Linked DNA regions of Mus musculus: region 2 is linked to region 1. Evidence: chromatin contacts called from public Hi-C data. All regions are on one chromosome and are shown on one strand. The core of a region is the stretch at or near the end of the contact, and the rest is flanking DNA. Distances in the headings are between cores, read along the strand shown. Region 1 overlaps Gm26843 (a long non-coding RNA gene). Region 2 overlaps Gnao1 (guanine nucleotide binding protein, alpha O).

Region 1 (5,102 bases), core at 1,739-4,238:
GTAGAGAACCAGAAAACCAAACCAAACCAAACAAGACTGAAAACCTGACAGTCAACTACTCCTTTCCTCAGTAAAGGCAGTGATGCCATGAACACCTGCAGCTATGACAACCTGATACTGAGCATCCTTGCCATCAGGGGCCCAGAGGTCATTCGACCCAGAGGGTCCTCAACATTTAGTTGTTTCAGAGCAGATCATTGCAAAAGATCCTTTAGGACTGACAAAATTGCTGTTTGTTTGTTCGTTTATTCACGTATTTATTGCCAACTTTTTATTTTGCTAAGTTAAGGCACTGAAAACAAAATACAACCCAGGCACCATTTATCTGCACCATTGTGTAACTTGTTTTAAATGATAACAAGCTGGAGGGATGGCTCAGAAGTAAGAGCACGTGTTCTGCTTGGAAGGATCGAGGCTCAGTTTTCAGCACCCATGTGGCCTCACAGCCACCTGTGACTCATTCCGGAGGATCTGACACCCTCTTCTGGACTTTGAGGTCACTAGGCACATATGTGGTACATATACATGTATGTTAGCAAAATGAACATTTTTCATTTCATACACATGAAATGAAAATAGATCTTTAAACAAAGGTTTTGCATTTTATATACAGAACAGACCTGAAATAAAGCCAAGGGTAGTTATTATGGTGAGAGTATTGGCTTAAGAGGAGTTTGCTTCACAGCCTTAATCTTGCTTCATTAAATTCTAGTTACACAGTAGTCAGCGTCCAAGGCAAGGTCAAAAGCAATTGAGCCTTGGAGAAGGGAATGTCTTTGGCTCTGGTTATTGAGTTAGCAGAGCTGAGACCAGAATCTATTCTAAGGATGTCTGCTCATATTGCTATATAATGCTCTGGTGACAGACCTGGCACCCCTGTTCTTCCCAGCTAACATGTATGGATCAGAGCCACTGGGAATGGCTGCCAGTACCCTAGCCGAGGTCAAGCTTACTTAGAATGGCCACCGTGGTAATCCCCAGACCAATGGCTCTGTTAGGTGGAATCATCTTTAGGCAGGCATTGCTGTGTATACCTGTAGACTCCCGACTTGAGAGTTGAGGCAGCAGGATGGTGACCTCAAGGGCAGCCTGGGCCACATAGTAAGGCCTTGCCTAACAACAAACAAAGAGGTAAAAATCTAGAACTTCTAGCAACAATGGAATATGGAGTCCTATTGTGTGGGTAGAGGGGAACTGTAGTTGTACCATATAGGAGTGTATCCCTGTTCTGTCCCACTAGGACACTGTACTTTGAACATTAAAAAAAAAAAAAAAAAACCTGTAAAGGGTTAATTTTCTGATTATCCCCTGTGAAGTCCAAGTGTCTTCCCTTACCATGTTGTTAATTTTAATAAGTCAACGGATTGGCCAATTCTCTTGGAAAGGGTTCCATTGAGGAGAGTTTACATAATTCTCTTGGAGAGGGAAGAAAACAGACTTTCAGATGCATTATCAATAAGTAGGGCATTTGAGCCCCGAGATAGAATGTGGACAAGATGTGCAGAGCTTTTGGGTGCAGATGCTCAAGTCAATGCGTAAAGGAGGTGGGGCAGCCATGGTTTTGGCAGTGAGTGTTTCCTCAGGACCAGTGTGGGACTTTTGAAGGGCAGGGCCTACATCCAACTTGAATCTCAAGTCTACCCAAAATGGTCAGATCCCCTACTGGAGGTAAAGAACAGCCAGGAAGCAAACACAGGAAGGCACACACTCTACTCCTCTGCTGAAGGGCAGGGCCATGACCTAGTGTTTCCTAGCACAGGACTGGCCCTTATAGATAGTAACACCTAATTTGTTGAGACAAAGTGTCTTTTAGGGACCCAAAGGCATTCCCCTACATTGCAATCAAGTGGAGATCTGGAGTAAACCAGGGCAGTTTTGTGGGGGCGGGGTTGAGGAGCCTGGGAGTGGTCAGGAGGGACTGTCTGCCACGAAGCCATTGGATAGCTGCCCTGAAAATGGGTCGTGAAGGTGCCCTGGATGGGGAGGAGAAACACAGAGCAGAAATGTCATCAACCTCATAATTTGGCTGTTTCCCTAGCCCATCCCTCTTAAACCTATTTCCTGCAGCCAAACTGCAGGTTTAATATCCCAGCTGTAGATCCCTCTGGACACTCTGGCTCCTTTGGGATCCTACCTACCAGAGGTAAAAAAGACCGAAGGAATCCAGTTTCCTTTCAAGTCATCATCCGACTTCATTTTTGACCTGTTTCCTCATTCTAATTTAGTCAAATAAACCCACATACCTTAAAACGGTGCCCTGGACCACCGAGGTGCCATTACTCATTTAAGCACTGGCTGAAGAAAGGAAAGAAGCGAGCTCTTAGCTCTGCCAAGTTCCTACCCTGCAGCACCTCGGTCTCACTGGACTAGAAGTGGGACAGGACACCCCCCCCCCCCCTGCCTGTCGCTGAATGACGAAGGAGGCTGAGAAACCCACAGCCACAGAGGCTAAAGTATGAACAGAATGCTGAGGCCAGAGTCCATGTTTTCTTTTGGGGAGGGAGGAGTTAGAGGCAACTGGAGCACATGGTTAAAAGCAACAAGCCCCAAGCATCATCAGCCGGTGTCAGAGTTGGGCCTAGAACAGAATACTTCACTGAATCACACTGACTCTCCAAGTGCCTGGTGAAATGGACTCATGGCCCCCTAACTTTAAGCAACAGTCTTATTTTGGAGAAACAGGAAGTGGTCAATTTAGATGCTAAATGGTATAAGTAATTCATGGGGATTACGTTGGACAACGCTTGCTATTATGTTGCGTCTGCATGAGAGAGCCAACAGCGACTCTATTAACAATAATATATGGCGGCATGTGCCTCCCCGCGTCTCCATGCCTGTGTGCGTAAATATTTAAATTGGGGTGAAGGGATCACGGCGTCTGGGGAGAAGGAGGACGGGCAGGAGGGCTCAGCTCAGATCCAGGCTCCTGAGCTCTGAACACACCCAGCAGAACCTCCCCTCCGCGCTAGGTATGGGTCGAGATGAGCTCACCACTGCCCTCTGCTGTACGGAGGTGAATCTGCTCCTTGGCAGCTTCCCCTTGGCCAGGGTGGAGGTGGGTACTGAGTAAAAAGCTGCACACCAGCTGATCTGTGTCTCTTGAGGTCACACCCCGCCCCCTCCCCGACATCTTTGACATTCTTAGCGGCAGGCTAGGTAGGGCAGGAGCACCTGGTGCTCCGGGGCTCAATTGTGAGTAAAGTCAGCCATTGCCCCGCCCCCCCCCCCCCCCCCCCAGGCCCAGTCTGAAGAGGCTGAAAGTTCTGGCAATTCTATCTTTTATCTTTCTGGCTTTACTGGGGGGTCAAAGCTCAGAATATCAGAATGCTTCTTAAAGGTAAAGCTCCCTCTTGCCTTGGGCTAGTTCTCATTTGTAGGCACAGAGATTTGGGAGAAGAAGCCAGAAGACTACTTTCCTGAAAGAGGTCGTGTCCCCCCCAACCCCCCCCCCCCCGCGCGCGCCTTGCAGGATTTGTTGGCTGAATTCCCATGAGTCACCTCACATGATCTTTATAAACCTGTGTGTTACGTAGAATGGTAATTATTCTCATTTAAGAGATGGGGAAGGGAAGGCCTGGCAAGTTTGTTGCCTTTTGATTGATTTGGAGGTGATTCGCTAAGACAGAAAATGTTCCTCCGGTTGGAATGAAATTCATCAGGCGTTAGATGAAAACAAATTAAACTTCAAAGTAGCAACAAACAAGGCATTCAGTAATTAACTGGGTGATACGAGGGCAAAGCTTATTGCAGTTCCTTGAGTCTCATTCCCGATATCTCGGAGGCCCCAGCTTATGGCTGACTCTGAGATCTAAGATATGTCTCTTTTTAATGGGGTCACCAGGGAGCCTCATGGCAGAGACTTACTTAACTAACATTTTTCTTTATATGATAAAAATGTTTATGAATTTTTGGTCTCAAGTTTAAAATAAGCTATCCTAATCTATAAAGTTAGGGCAACAGTTATTGCTGCTTCCATTTTGATGCTGCTGAAGTTGAATTCAGAAGAGCCACCCGACCTTCGGCAATAGGTGTCCGCTTTGGTGTTCCTTCTGTGTCAGGCTTTCTGTTAGCCCAGGGAATACAGTAGTGGCCAAAGCACATCTGGTTTTGGTGCCCAGGAAGCGCATAGCCAAGCAGGGAAGAGAGACACACAGAACACTGCCCATTTGAGTATATAGAGACTGTATCCTGTGTCGAGTGCCACGGACTGGGACCAGGCACTGTGGACTCTAAGGGCGGGGCTTTGTCTAGCCAAGGCTTCAAGAGACACTTGCCTGGAATCCACAGGCTTTGCGGAGTTGGCCTAGCACCAGGTGCAGAGTAGTCAGGGCAGAGAGGTATTGTGAAGGTCCCGAAGAAATGAGTTGTTTGGGACATTCAGTGACCCAAGAAACCCAATATAGCTGGAGTATAGAGAACAAAGAGAGAATGGCCCAAGGTGTGGTTGGTGGGATCTGCATGGCAGAAGTTAATTTTTTAGCCGAAAAAATACAGCTTGTTAAGGCACAGTGGAGATTAAAACAGTCCGTATTTTTTTTTCCTTCGGGAGTTGCTATTTCTTCTCCCACTTTGCTACTCTGTTTTCAAACGCTGGTTGTTCAGGACCATAGCTCCTCCCATCCCAGGCTCTGCTCGGGCTGTGCTCCCCACAGCGCAATGGCTTCCACCTGCAGCCCCAGGTAAAAACGCTACTAACTCCTTCATAGACACACACATTTTAACGGATGAGGTCAATGAGGCAGATGATGCCAGCAAGTGGTGGGGTCTTCACACACTGAAGCATGCCCCTCTGCCCCCCACGCGCCATGTTCAAGCCCAGCACTGTCTGACAGAAAAGCCTACACTGGGACAGTACTCTGACCTCACTGTCTAATAGAATAGCGACTAGTCATACCTAGCTGCTGTAATCTGGAACTGGAGATTTTCAGTTAATTTTAACTTAAACTTACATAGTGCTGTGGTTTGAACGTGATTTGTCCTCCATGGGTTCCTGTGCCTGAACCCTTGGTCCCTAGGTGGTGGTGCAAGTTTGAAAAGGTGAACCCTTTAAGAGGTAGAGCCTCTCTGGTGGCAGTCCATCACTAGGGGTGGGCCTTGAGGCG
Region 2 (5,003 bases), core at 823-3,322, 230 kb before region 1:
CTGATCCATCCCCAGAATGCACAGATTATTGCCTATCAGGTGTCAGCCTGGTTTCTGGGGTATCCCAAAAGAAAAACGTAGAAAATGATGCAATTTGGATCAAGGGTTCAACAGTCATGAGTAGTAGTCCTGTAACTTGTCACACTGGCAAATACTGGTTTAAACTGGGCTTCCAGGGCTAACGTTTTACAGCATTCCCAAGCAAAGAATACACTTAGGACAAGAATATGGAGTCCACACAAGACAGCAGGGAAAGGGTCTGCAGTGCCAGGCTTGTCTTGTTCACACCATCCTCCTCCTCTCCCTCTTTCAGAGTTCAGGCTGACATCTTTGCGAATATTATATAAGGTCCCCTTATCTTCTATCTCCTCACATCATTCCAGTGACAGCCAGGCTGCTCCCATACCGCCTCTGCTGCGGAGGGTCTAACCGTGTCATCCCTGAGAAATGACTTCACTAAGCAGTCTTGTTTCCTCATTAGTAAATTGTTCTGAGAAATAAGATGGGTGTGGCTGAGCAAGCCAGACTGATGGGGGCATGAGGATCAGGAATTCAAGGCCAGCCTGGATTACAAGAGACCCTGTTTCCAAAATACAAAAACAAAAACCCAAGAGAAAAAGGAAGATCACAGGGAAGACACTCCAAATGGCGGCCAGTAGGAGTCGTGGTCTCATTCTAAAGTCAACCTCCCGGTGCAGTTTCTCTCACTTCTGGCCCAGAGGCAGCCCGACTGTGAGGGTTGCCACTTAATGCTAAATGTTCCACCTGCTGCATTGCTTCTACTCTGTAAAGCAGCCCCAGGCCCTGATAAAAATCACCAGCGCCTGCCTCTTTACAGAGAAGGTTAGATCACTTCCCGGGGGTGGGGGTGGGGGTCATACTGCTGGTGACTGGCATCTCAGGTCCTGTTTGTGACCTATGGGCAGAGGGTGAGAAGCTGGGCTGCTTTCCCAACCCCAGGCCCTCACCTCCAGGTTCCAGAGGCCCCAGTGTGCATACATATACATGGTATGCATATGCATGTGCACACAACTGCAATGCCTGTCTGATGTTCTGAGGTCCTGGAAAGGAAAGCGGGGCCCCTCCAAGTCCTCAGGGGTACACCCCAGGGGAGTTCTGTCCCATGATGGCTCAGGCCTGCGTCCTGGAGGTAGTGAGATTAGGGTTTGGAAAGCAGAAGAAAAGCTCCACAAGGCTTGTAGCAACAGCCAGTAGTCCCATGTACTGCAGAGGCCTTTGATGGAACTGCTGAGTGAATGAACAGAATCAAGTCCCAGTGATGTCGTGTGAGTCCCTAAAACCACCCATGCCTGAAGCAAAAGCTATCCCGACCCCTCTGACTGATACAAGCCACAGCATTCCTTAGTTTTTGCATAATCTAACATGACTTGAGCTTCAGTCACTCATCCAAGTCATGATTAAAATGTTCTATATTTGATAACAATAATTTGAGACCACCTCTTGGCATATTTGCTGGTTGACTCTTTTCTACCCTGGCTGGCTGCTGATATCTTGTTTCATCCACCTGTCCACTCCTTCCCAGAATTCCTGGCACAGGGACATTGAAGGTGGAAACATCTCTCCTTGAGCTGTGTGTACTTAGATGTACAAGATATGTCCCACCAAGGAGTTCACAGGCAAGTCTGCTTGTGTGCCTGTGTGTATTGGGTGAAATCAAATGGAGGTCAAGTTATTTCTCACAGTGTCCACCTTAAAATCCAGGACCCTGAGGGGCTGTTCTGGGTCACAAAGCCAGAAGAGCCAGGGGAAGGAGGAGTTTGAGCAGACGAGGTTGACTGCAGCCTGAGTATTCCACTGTGGACCAAAGCTGCCCGCTGCACTCAGGCTCCTCACAACACTGCTAAGTGGTTGATCTTGAGGGACAGGAACGGTGACAGGAGCTGACCACAGCAGGTGACCAATTTCCAGGAAGAGGCAATCAATGATGAGCCCTTGACCCCTTCCCCCGACTCTCTTTGCTGCCTTGGAGATGCTGTGGGAGGCCCAGACCTGGCTCTCATTGCTTTCAGCCCCTTCTCTAGGGCGGGGCTGCTTTTAGCTGCAGGAAGACTGCTGGGCACAGAGGCCTTATATGGTCACAGAGCCACAGGCTTGGAAGCAGGAAGGGACCTCACACACTCATCTGGCCTGGCAGCCTTTCTTGAATCACAGGCCCCTTTTGAGACTGTGACAAATGTATCAGCACAGGTTTTTCCCTCCATGTGTGGAGGTTTGTGAGAACCTGATCAAAAGCTGTGATTAACTCATTACTGGAGTTGGCTCCCCACCCCCTTCCCCGGCCTCACCATCCTCTGCTACAAGCTTGAATGATTTAGACTGGAGGGTGGGGGTTTGGGGGTGGTGGTGCCAGGCACTAGCTGTGCAATGGGGTGACTTCCCATAACTGCTGGCTGTCAACTGTTCCCATTGTTTTGTGTTCAGGGCCCAGAGGGCACTAGCCGGAGCGACTGCTGGTACGTTTAGTACACAGAGGTCGTCTTGTTTCTATCCTCCAGAGGAAAAGGACATGAGGTTGGTCCTAAGAGGCGGCGCCTATGAGGTGCATCTTTGAGTGTATCTGTAAGGGCATTCCCTAGCAGGTTTGCTGAGGAGATAACGTCTCATGAGCTGGGGTCCTGCACCAATTAAAAAGGAAGACAGATGAACACCAGCAGAGCTTCACCATGCCTCTGCCTCTGCTTCCTGGTTGGCCACCGAGGATCAAGGCACTTCCCCAGGCCTGCCTTCCTCACCCTGATGAACTGCACTGCCCTCAAGGAAGCAAAAGAAACCAAGCCTTCCTCCTTTAAAACTGTCTCTTGTCTGACACTGGTCACAGTCATGAGAGAGTAACTCACAGAGGTGATCTCTGGAGAATCTCCACCTGCCAGGAAGAAGACAAGAAAAGGCTGAGAAACGCCAGTTGGGGAGGGGGATGGGCTGCAGTGGGGACTCTGCCTGTTTATCAAATGGACATCCTGGGAGATCATATAGGCTGAGTCATCTTAATGATACTCGGGTGTGTCTGAGCAGGAACACAACCTCAGCAGACATTTGTCTGGGAACAGTTTTGCTTCAGGGATACATGATAACGGTTTCCAGTCACCATAGGCTTGATTGACCCAATCAACAGTGTGACTATAACTCTGGAGCTGTGGACCTACTAGGTGGCCAGTGACAATCCTGGCCTCACAGAACACAAGTGTAACTAGACACTGAACAGGAAGCCCCTAGCACACAGGGGCTCCACAGAGCCCATTAAAACACTAAGACGAAAATACGACTAGGTATGGTGCAGTGGGTGTCCTGTGCAGCCACACTAATAACACTGTAGGTGTAAGTTAGGGGAGTGGGCATGGATGCTGTGGAGAGGGGGAGGATGGATAGGCTGGAGCAACAGAACGCAACAGTCATCACTTTCGGTGGTAGTGGTCAGTGACTTGCTATTGTCTTCTTTCCGTTTGCTTCATTCTCAAAATGTGCACATGGTTTTATTGTTTAATTTTTTAGAGATTGTTATTAATAATTATGATAATTATTATTATTATTGGCACATGGGAGGGAACACACACCACAGCACACATGCAGAGGTCAGAACAACTTAAGGGAGTCAGTCCTTCCTTCCACCCTTATGGGTCTAGGGACTGATTGAGTCCTCCAAGCCTGTGCAGCAAGAGCCTTTACCCCGGATCACCTCGCTGACCTGCAACACATTATTTTCGATGGGAACCAGATACATTATGTTTAACACTGTGACCATGTTGAGGAGACAAGGTTAGAAGGGTAAAGCGTTGTCAGCAGGGCTCTCCGGACCTGGTTTGTTTGGGCTTGGCTTGATATGAGGCCCTACCGCACACTGCCAGGCCCACGGGGCCAGTTCCCTGCCTTCTGGGGACTCAGGCTAGACGTCAAAATATAAGGCTGATGATGAAAACATTTAGGAAATAGTGTAAAAAGTGGCCTCTTCCAAGGGCAGAGGATAGGCGTAAGTAAAAGCTATGAGAGCTGCCACGTAACAGCCACTGTCCTAACCCGCAGAGAGCTATTTGCCTGCCTCCTTTGCAGCTAAGAGTGGCCACATGATCTCGTCCAGGCCAGCAAGACAAAGGGGAATGCATTTTTACTTCCTGGTCCCGAAACAAATATCTTTGTGAATACTTTCCCCTATGTTTCCAGTTGGCCTTCTTCCCCGTCCCACAGGGCTCCTCTCCTACAGACATTCCTGGCCTCCTGTCTTTGTATGTAGTGTCAGGAGTCAGTCTAAACCCTTATAAAGACAGTTCATGTTTTCACCGCGATGCCCTCCGCCTGGGCCACAGAAAGGGATCTGCTCCAAGGCCACATATGGGAAACTGTGACTTAGATAAATCCATGCCCATAGGGACCAAGTTGGCATGTGACAGAGCAGGGACAAAATCCTCAGAGGCCTTTCTGTTGTGCCACAGGTCTCTGATGGCCCTGGAGCTGAGGATGATGGGAGATCCCAGGTGAGAAAAACATGGGCCCATCTGCAAAACAGAAAGACTCTCTCACCTTGACAGGTCCAAGGTTTTTGGGCAGCAAGATGGTCTGTACGCACGTCCTTTAGTTCCTCCCCTAAGTTACTTTCATGGATTGTCTGAATCCCTACTGTGTGCCAGATAAGATATCAACATTGAGGATTCAAGAGTAAGCGAACAGAAAAAAAAAAGAGTAAGCTAACAGGCACAGTCCTTGTACTTAATCTAGTGGGAGGTAGAAGATGAACAGAAATTTCAGAACAGAAGGGTAAGGGGAAAGAACAACCAGAAGGTTCACACCCTGGGTAGGGCCACTACTTGGCACAGTGCTGACAGGATCTGGAGCTGGCTGGGCTGGGAGTAACACTCCAGATGTGTGCAGATGTGAGGTCTCTGGGTGTTGGAGGGATGTATGCCAAATGCTCCAGGTGGGATCAGTTCATCAGGAAGTCTATCGGGAGTCTAGTTCTAACGTTCTTTGCTATGGAAGGACCCTGTGGACTC

Evidence for each region. A called contact is a pair of places that touch in the nucleus more often than the background predicts.
Region 2: a Hi-C map of cerebral cortex shows a contact between it and region 1, with 2.7 times the contacts expected there. The contact joins two enhancer-like sites. A contact is called at or near these places in 1 of 15 datasets of contacts at CTCF or cohesin (large pre-B cells), 2 of 484 Hi-C or Micro-C datasets (the N1E-115 cell line and cerebral cortex), 3 of 115 datasets of contacts at active chromatin or transcription factors (embryonic basal ganglia, heart atrium and neural progenitor cells) and 2 of 9 other capture datasets (adipose tissue and pancreatic islet).

The regions. Positions count from the first base shown.
Region 1 is chr8:93,659,822-93,664,923 of GRCm38.p6, reverse strand. The region is part of intron 3 of Gm26843 (a long non-coding RNA gene); the gene reads left to right. Among named protein-coding and RNA genes, the nearest start is that of Gm30606, 58 kb to the left of the region's middle. Within about 2 kb of position 2,988, at least 41 of the 459 cell types and tissues checked have an H3K27ac peak or open chromatin away from gene starts, as enhancers often do. A contact at or near this core is called in cerebral cortex, where this site is marked.
Region 2 is chr8:93,886,335-93,891,337 of GRCm38.p6, reverse strand. All of the region lies in intron 2 of Gnao1 (guanine nucleotide binding protein, alpha O), which reads right to left. Among named protein-coding and RNA genes, the nearest start is that of 4930488L21Rik, 75 kb to the right of the region's middle. Within about 2 kb of position 2,072, at least 78 of the 459 cell types and tissues checked have an H3K27ac peak or open chromatin away from gene starts, as enhancers often do. A contact at or near this core is called in cerebral cortex, where this site is marked.